Regions from separate parts of the Capsicum annuum genome. Here region 2 is linked to region 1. Evidence: chromatin contacts called from public Hi-C data. All regions are on one chromosome and are shown on one strand. The core of a region is the stretch at or near the end of the contact, and the rest is flanking DNA. Distances in the headings are between cores, read along the strand shown.

Region 1 (4,336 bases), core at 1,089-3,588:
TCTTAATCACAAGATAAACAATCTCCAATTTCACCAATTGTCATTTCTTTGGCCCTTTTAATTTGTTTAGTTGGCAGTAAAGTAATTTCATTATGAGTTTTCTTCTGGGAAATAGACCTGCATGTTTGTTACTTAGTGTATTATAATAAAAGTAGTCTACTATAATTTGTTTGCATGAATATGAATAGACATATTATCATTCTTGGAGAGACGTTGCTTTCTCAAATGTGGGGTCCACCCACATACTACTGACATAGGTAGAAGATAGGCCAAAATTTCCTGCAACATAAAATATTAGGAGAAGAAAATAAGACAGTATTTAGTGTAAATGTTGTAATTGCTAAGATAGTATCTACCTTGATATAATGTATTCCTTAAATCACAAAATGTCACGACAGAATTTTCTACATATAACTTTTCTAGCAACACGTCATTTATTTCAGAGAATTCGCCCCATAATGTGATAGATTTTCTATCACATCTTTATTTTTCAAACAAAGAAAATAAGATTAAATTAGTAAATTAATAAGACAGTTTATGTATTATACAAACACTTTCGTTTCGTAAAAAAATTAAGTTTGACTTACTCTTCATTCATAAGTACTATTTCTCTTCGGATTGTGCCTTTTGTGAACAACTTAGAACTGACGAAGATGCCAAATATATCTGAAAAAAATATTAAGTATGTATAGTAGATAAATAATAGTAAAAAGTTGAATTTATGACAATGGTAATTACTTGATGAAAGTTAAAGGAATTACCTACTATTGTTTCTTTGGTATGCAATTTTTCATCTTCGAATGAAACAAAATTCTTAGAAAAAGAAAATGTAGAAAAAGGACTGTGACATTCTTGAACTATAGTGGAGGTTAAGAATCCAAGTTTAATGTCCTTATTAACGGATTGAAAATTAGGATTGACCCCAATAATGCGATCGTTTATGATATAGCAAACTTTGGATTGCTGTAAAGAATGTCCAAACGTTTCAATATGTTCATTGAACTGTGTACCATTAATTTTTGTACCCTGAAAAAAAAAGCATAATATGAAATTGATAGATATAAGAGTAAAACAGAAACTGAGAAATATGTATTTGTTGATGTGTGTGAAGCAATCATGAGGTTACTTTAGTTACCAGTAAATAGCTACAGAACGACCAACTACTAAATGTAAAAAAAATAACGTGTAGTTGTTCCACTAAACCTGACATTATTTTATTCCGCTTTTCAAGTGGGATAAATTAATTCAAGAGTAATTTAATTACCTCTTCATCAACTAATATCACCATTTTTCGAGAACCGCCTCCATTCTTAAACAGTTTCGTTGGGCCGCTTCCGATGACCAAGACTTTGATCATCCAGATATAATCCCTTGGCTTTAAAGTGTTGATACTCACAACTTCGGTGATAGGATCCATTAAATAATCTTTAAAAAAATAAAAGTTATAATGATAAGAACGTAAAATTTCATAATAGAGGTAAATTTGTGAGATGAGAAGAATGATACCTGAATATGTGAATCTTCTTGGTAGGCGGGTAGATAAAGAAGTTAGTTATGAGCAACAGAAATTATAATAATTAAAATGACACATAGAACGATAACAACGTAGAATTCATAATATATTGAATTAATAGGTCACATTAAGCTACACACTAAATTAAATTAAACTAAGCAATTTAAGTTGGCATAGCAAATAATATCGTGTTTAATTAACAATGTAAAAAGGGAGAGATGATATAACGATCAAAAATCTGGAAATAAAATTGTTGAAACTATGATGAGACGAAAAACAATGAAAATTGACAGCTGTTTATATAGAAGACTGGAAAAGCAGTATGTTTATTGGTTGGAAGAAACCAAGTAGAAATTAAATAGGATTGAAAACATTATAGCTAAATTTGGAAAGGATTTAACTGTAAACCAAGTAGGAATCAAATTAAATTTTTAAAAATGAAAAACGGTGGAAGGCAAATTTTACAAAAAAAAAAGATGGATTTAATGGTAAATCAAGTAGGAACCAAAAAAAGGATGGATTTAATTGTAAATCAAGTAGGAACCAAAGTAGCTAAATTTGGTAAGAAAAATTAAAAAAAAAAAAAAACGGGTGTTTGCAAGAAAGTAGTAATCAAAGTAGCTAAATTTGGTAAGGAAAATTTTACAAAAAAAAAAAAAAAGCGGGTGTTTGTAGGAAAATTTGGTATATTTATTTTATAGAATTTAATTAGAGAAAAAAGGGTAAAAGATAATTTTATCTAAAGCAAACTATTTTAATGAAAGACAAAAAGTTCAATTCACTTTTCAAAGAGCCTTCAGGCTTTTAATATATTATAGATATATAATTGAAAATTCTCTCTTTTTGGTTGGATAGAAAAATATGAATGAGAAATCTATACAATTACCGTTCCTCGTTAATAAAGACATTTGTCCGTGACAGAATCTTCAGCTAACTTTTGTCATAAAAAATTGCCCGTGTGCACCTCTGAGTTATGAAGGAAAAAGTACCGATCTTTACTTGGGTAAACCAATTTGTCCTCTCAATTTCAGTATTTCTTTTTTATATTAAAAATTGATTAATTTAAATTAAAATTCAGATATTATAAGACTTTTATATATTCGAAACTTAAATTCGAGATTTTTAATTAATGGTGAAATTAATTGTGAAAGGATCCAACTATCTTAGAACAACCTATATTGATTGTTCTTTTCGTTTTTCTTGATTAGTAGAAATAGTAGCATATGTTATTCAAAATTTTGATATAATGATTTTCGAAAACAACCTCTCTATCTTTTTGAGATAGTGATAACATTTGCGTACATATTAATTTCATCAAACTTCACTTATGGGACTTTACTGCGTATTTTGTTGCTGCTGACTTTGATAGTTTAGGAATATTATGGGTAAAATTCAGAAATAACATACTTATCCCCTTAATTATGAGTTTCATAGCAACGGTTTCATAATTACATAATATAGTAAGTTGTATTTTATATTTTTGTAAACTGTTGTACAAAAATACAAATACATATAATTTTTACTGCCCTTATGATTGATATGTATTTTGTATTTTTGCAAAATGTTGCTATAAAAATACAAATACATACAAATACATATACTACAAAATGTAATTTGATAAAAATATTATTATTTTTTGTAATTTAATATTGAAGTATGCTACTTTATGTATTTTTTTTCCTATTATAAATGACTTTAAACACAATGAAATTATTTTATCAATTGTTTGTATATTTTCTTTCAAAATAATATAATTTATTGAGTTACATGGTATAATATTTCATTTTATATTGTATATTTTTGGGAATTCCTCCTTTAAAAGTGAAGAATATTATATTTTGGGCAAACTATATAAATCTCAACAGTTTGAAGCTTAATTACTGAAAAATCCGATATTTTGCATAATTACTGCTAATCCCGATTTTGGGTATGTTGAGATACATAATTAGCTCCTAATACATCCAATGAAGATACATTTTTCATTTGTAAAGATACATAAATAACAACCGTTATATTTTTTCTGATTTTGAGTCTGTCGAAATACATAATACATCGAAGGAAGATATATTTTTTTCTTGTAAAGATACGTAATTAGCTCCCGATACATGTTCCTTTTGGGTCTGTCGAGATACATAATTAGCTCCCCGATACATTCAAGAAAGATACATAATTAGTTGAAATTTTTGTAATTACTTTGTAAGAATAAAAATTTGTATAAATATGATAAGATGAAGTGTATACTTATGTAATTTATCCTTATATTTTTGCTATAAATACAGCCTAATGGCCCAATGTCAGTAGGATTTGGATCCATTAATAGTTTCTCATTGGTTAGAAAGTGGGATAGCCCAACAGGTGATAACTACTAAACACTAGTTGTTCATTTAGGGTCCACCTACAACACTGGGCCATGCTCTCTGGGCCCACCAAATATCTGGTCCAAAATTTTCTCTCTTTCTCCTCAAAACGGCCTACATTTCTTGGAGAATGAAGGTCTGCTGATGAAAAATCACCAAAATTACGCCGGAGAGATCGAGAAGGAGAGAGCTCCTCCTTTTCTCTCACACACATACAGTTGTCCGGTTGTTTTAAAGGAAATATAAGAGTGCGTTGAAATTAAACTAGTGGCACCACCAGAAATGGATATATGACAACAAATGTTTTAGCAACGGTTACAACCGTCACCAAAAAATTTGATTCTAATGCCACAACTTAGTAATATAACTGTTGCCATTGATTTATAACCATGGCAATAGACATCCATGTAACAACTTAAGAATTTTTTTCATAAAAAAGTTTTATTAAATATAACAGTTATTAAAT
Region 2 (4,336 bases), core at 1,200-3,699, 120 kb before region 1:
AGATCCGGATCTTTATGGAAGTACATTGGTATGTTGTTGTTGTTGAATTGAATGTTTGTTTTGAGCCAAGGTTCTATTTGAAATAGTCTCTCTACCTTTGAGGTAGAGGTAAGGAGCGTGGACTATACCTTCCACAAACACCACTTTGAAGGGAGTACACTGGGAGTGTTGTTGTTGTAGAATTGAATGTCTGTTTCGAGTTAAGGGTCTATCGGAAATATTTCGTTAGTTTTGAGATAGACGTAAGGTCTGCGTACGCTCTATCCTTCCCAGGCCCCACTTTGTGAGAGTGTACACTTGGTACATAGTAGTTGTTGAATTGAATGTCTGTTTCGAGCGGAGGGTCCATTGGAAACGACGTCTCTACTTCTGAGGTAGAGTTAAGGTATGTGTACACTCTACTCTATCCTCCCTAGATCCCACTTCCTGGGACTACACTAGGTATTTTTTGTTCTTGTTGAATTGAATGTCATCCTTAAAAGTAATTTTGCTCTCTGTACTGCAGTTTTACTAATGTTGCTTGCAATTGTGCTGCAACTTGAATGTTAGCTACTGGTAAACAAGCATCCAGTTGTTAATACTGGTAGTTGGAGTATCAATTACTGTGAAAATGATGTCTATATATGATCGTTTTTCAGTATTTTAGACTGCAGAAGCTATAGGGTCTGTGTTACTTCTTATTTGCGAGTGAATGGTAGTGTTTCGACAAGTAGCTAATTCATGAAAAAGGATGTAACTTCCGGATCTTTCAGAATTGTTAGTCAACTGTTTTCGATTGGGGCAGTTGACAATTGAAACCGATTTTGACTATTTTCAGTTGATAATCAAGCTGATGCTGCATTTGTGGGAGCATAATTTTTGAAAGTGATGTCTGAGAATTATGAAAATAAAAGATCACTAATGACTTAATAAATACAACACGAATCTATTTATATTGTGAGATACAGTTCAAATCTTTTACTTGACCTATGCCTAGAACTAATGCGTGCAATACAACATGCAATGCATATCTAACAAAGTATAAGTAACTATCAAACAATCTCAATAGCGATTTATTTAGGTTAATTAGACTTTGGAAGCTATAGTGACCATGTTAATTTTACATGAGTTGAAAAGGTAGCTTTTGGATTGCGGCTCATTTTCTGTTTGCTAACAATCAAGAACCGGTGCTTCATCTGCAGGAACATGGTTCCTGTCCCCTTCATTGTGCTCTACTTAAAGAAATTAGCAATCTTCCTTGCTGGAACGAACAAGTCAGCATCAAAGCTTTTGGATATGTTGTTCGAGAGGGCCAAAGACAAGGCAGGTCCAGTGAAAGAATTTCAATGGCTTGGTTTAATGCTCTTCGTGGCAGTTCCATTCCCCGGAACCGGAGCTTGGACAGGTGCTATCATAGCTTCTGTGCTAGATATGCCTTTCTGGTCTGCTGTTTCAGCAAACTTTGTTGGCGTTGTCTTTGCTGGCCTACTAGTGAACTTGCTGGTGAATCTTGGACTGAAATATGCCATTATAACCGGCATAATACTTTTTGTTATTTCAACATTCATGTGGAGTATCCTTCGAAGTCTTAAAAGTTCTCTGAGCTCATCAAGCTGATATCAAATCCTGTAGAAGTTTTGAGGTGATCAGTATTAACGCATTATGGATAATACAGAAACGGAGAATAGAAAGAGAAGTCCTTTTTCTTTCTCAAATTCATCAGTATTACAATTTTTTCTTCGCGTATTGCTATTATTTGTATTGGGATCCATCACATCGTCTCTTCAATCTAGAATGCATCAACCAGGTGAATTCACTTGTCTCGCACAATTCTTCTAGTTATGCCTTTTCGCCTTTACTTTCTGTATTCTTATATGCAATGATAGTGATGGAGTACTTCGGATCAACAAAATTCTAAAACTATGTAACCAACTGGTACTTCATTGGTTTTCCTTGCCACTGGTATGGTTTAGTTGGATCATTTTAGAAGATCTTCCGCCTTCCAAGAGAGACAAAATTTATAAGTATGCATTATGTGGGATTGCAAAATTATTGAACAAGCATAGAGTTTGTTTTGAGGATTATCCAGATCATAAAATTTTACATCACAGCATACTGATGAAATAATGACATCTATTTAAAACATATATGCCATGGTTTCTTACTTTGATAGGGTACAAATATTTTGGCCGGTTTCATGTAGCTTCACAAAGATTTTTTAGAGTAAAATCTCCTTGTGTTGCAGGACCCATAGTAACAGCTATGAATGTGCTCAATTCTTTGTTCGACACTGCGCCACCATTTTCTCTTTTCCAGAGTCATACCTGGATGCGCATGTAAACAAAATTTGGGAAAGATGAAACGTCTTAAGTATATGGTATGCACACATGTACGCAGATATTTGTGTATTCATGGATATACGCCTCCTACCGTTATCACCATTCTCAACCTACTACACTCATCCTCCTCAAACACCACCGCAGTTTATGTACATAGATAGACACCTCCTGGCATTCTCAACTCAGTAAACCGTCATCCTCCATTCAAACACCACCATAGTTCCATCATCCCACGGCAATTTATAGCACCCATACACACTTCAAGAAGTTATTTTACTCACCACCACCATTTGAATCCAAAGAAAAAAGGTTTAGGATCTGAAACGGAGGAGAGCTGTGCTAATGTGCTTGGTTACCCTTGTACTTGTGTTCATGGTTTGACTAAAAAGGCAACCAAACCGATTAAACAAACCAACATTTGGTTTGGTTTGGTTTGGTTTGGTTTGATTTTAAATTTTAAAAGCGGATGATATTTGGTTCGGTGTTAATTTTATTAAAAAATAATTGAATAAGTAATCAAACTGAATCGATAAATTATACACTTACATAAGTTTTATAATTATTTGAATATATGATATTAGCTTTTCATAAATAACTACGAATATTTTATGTCTTTTGATCATTAATTTGATCTTACTCTACTTTCACATGTATTACAACACTGTTATAGTTCCATTTTTAAAAATATTCCGAAATCCAACATTCTTTTATCTAATGGGGTGTGCTATATTGTCGCTTTTTAATTTTCTTTGCCGAGACATCCATCTGCTCTTCAATGCCTTGCCCATTTGATTTTTGTAGAGTTAACCATTCTATTTAAAGTTGTATCTTAGTTTTGTGCAGTGACGGACCTGGGATTTAAGGAGTGTGGGTGTGTACTACAGAAAAAAATAAAAAATTACCTCAACATGCCAGTGCACCTAATCAACTTCTTGTTTAGTGGGTGCTTTTATATAATTTATACTTATTTTCGTATATTTTTATTGTAATTATACCTATTCCGTATCGAGTTTAGTGGGTGTCGGAGCATCCAAAAATGATGTGTAGGTCTACCCCTGATTTTGTGGATGTTAGACATGTGATGTGGAGTAACCTCTATATAGCTATGCAACTTATACATGTTAAAACATCGGAATAGTATTGAAAAATACTAGAAGAATTTTATATATTCATCTTAAGATAGTAAAGAAAATCGTTGATTATGAATGTTCATTTGAAATAATTATCTCATGTTATCGTAATTTTACCACTATCAATTTATCAGCTAGTTAAAAATCAAATCAAACTGAAAAATTTAAAAACCAATTAAAATGGTTTGGTTTTGATTTTAGTCAAAAATCAATTCAAACTGAACCATGAACATGCATGGCCCTGGTAACTCTTTTTAACTCAACCTGTCAAATAGGCTAAATCGTGCAAATAACTGTAATATGGTTATTTTTGTCAATGAACTGGCAAAAATCCAAATGACAAGGCGTGCCAAACATCCATTTTTTCATCTAAAAATTCCACATAAGCACAATTTAAGTATAATTTATTACATAAAATCTTAACTCTCAAAACATATTACAAAAAATTCACTTTTTCTTATTCTCTCTCTAAAAAGATATATACCTAGCTTTACCAAAATTGACTCATATTTTTTCTTCTTGGAAGAAGCCTACAATTAAGGGGCGGTTACCATTTTTAAATTTGACTCCAATTCTGCTACTCTCTGGCATTCAATTTTAACTAAAACTCCTTTTAACATTCTGAAATTTTAAGATCTGAGGTTAGTAAAAAGAATTTTTTTTGTTTTAATCGAAAATTGAAGATTCCGAATGAACAAGTTGTTGTATGTATGATTTTTTCATAGTAATGGAGCAAGTTTTTGGTTTTCTACTTTCACAAATTATATAATCGATTTCTAGATTATACTTTTTTATTTTCAAATTTGGTTTTCAAATTTGACTATTTCCATGTTATAAATTAACTATATATTAGTTAGTAAATGGATGATTCTCCTTCTTTTAGTTTAG

The links. A called contact is a pair of places that touch in the nucleus more often than the background predicts.
Region 2: a Hi-C map of leaf shows a contact between it and region 1, with 3 times the contacts expected there. The contact joins two enhancer-like sites. A contact is called at or near these places in 3 of 5 Hi-C or Micro-C datasets (leaf and placenta).

The regions. Positions count from the first base shown.
Region 1 is chr11:29,291,138-29,295,473 of UCD10Xv1.1, reverse strand. No RefSeq gene overlaps it. Among protein-coding and RNA genes, the nearest start is that of LOC107848153, 3.6 kb to the right of the region's middle. Within about 2 kb of position 2,338, at least 1 of the 5 cell types and tissues checked has an H3K27ac peak or open chromatin away from gene starts, as enhancers often do. A contact at or near this core is called in leaf, where this site is marked.
Region 2 is chr11:29,412,389-29,416,724 of UCD10Xv1.1, reverse strand. It overlaps LOC107848202, which reads left to right. Exons shown (of 2, transcript XM_016692909.2): 2 at 1,182-1,809. The coding sequence ends at 1,596. Among protein-coding and RNA genes, the nearest start is that of LOC107848202, 9.4 kb to the left of the region's middle. Within about 2 kb of position 2,449, at least 4 of the 5 cell types and tissues checked have an H3K27ac peak or open chromatin away from gene starts, as enhancers often do. A contact at or near this core is called in leaf, where this site is marked.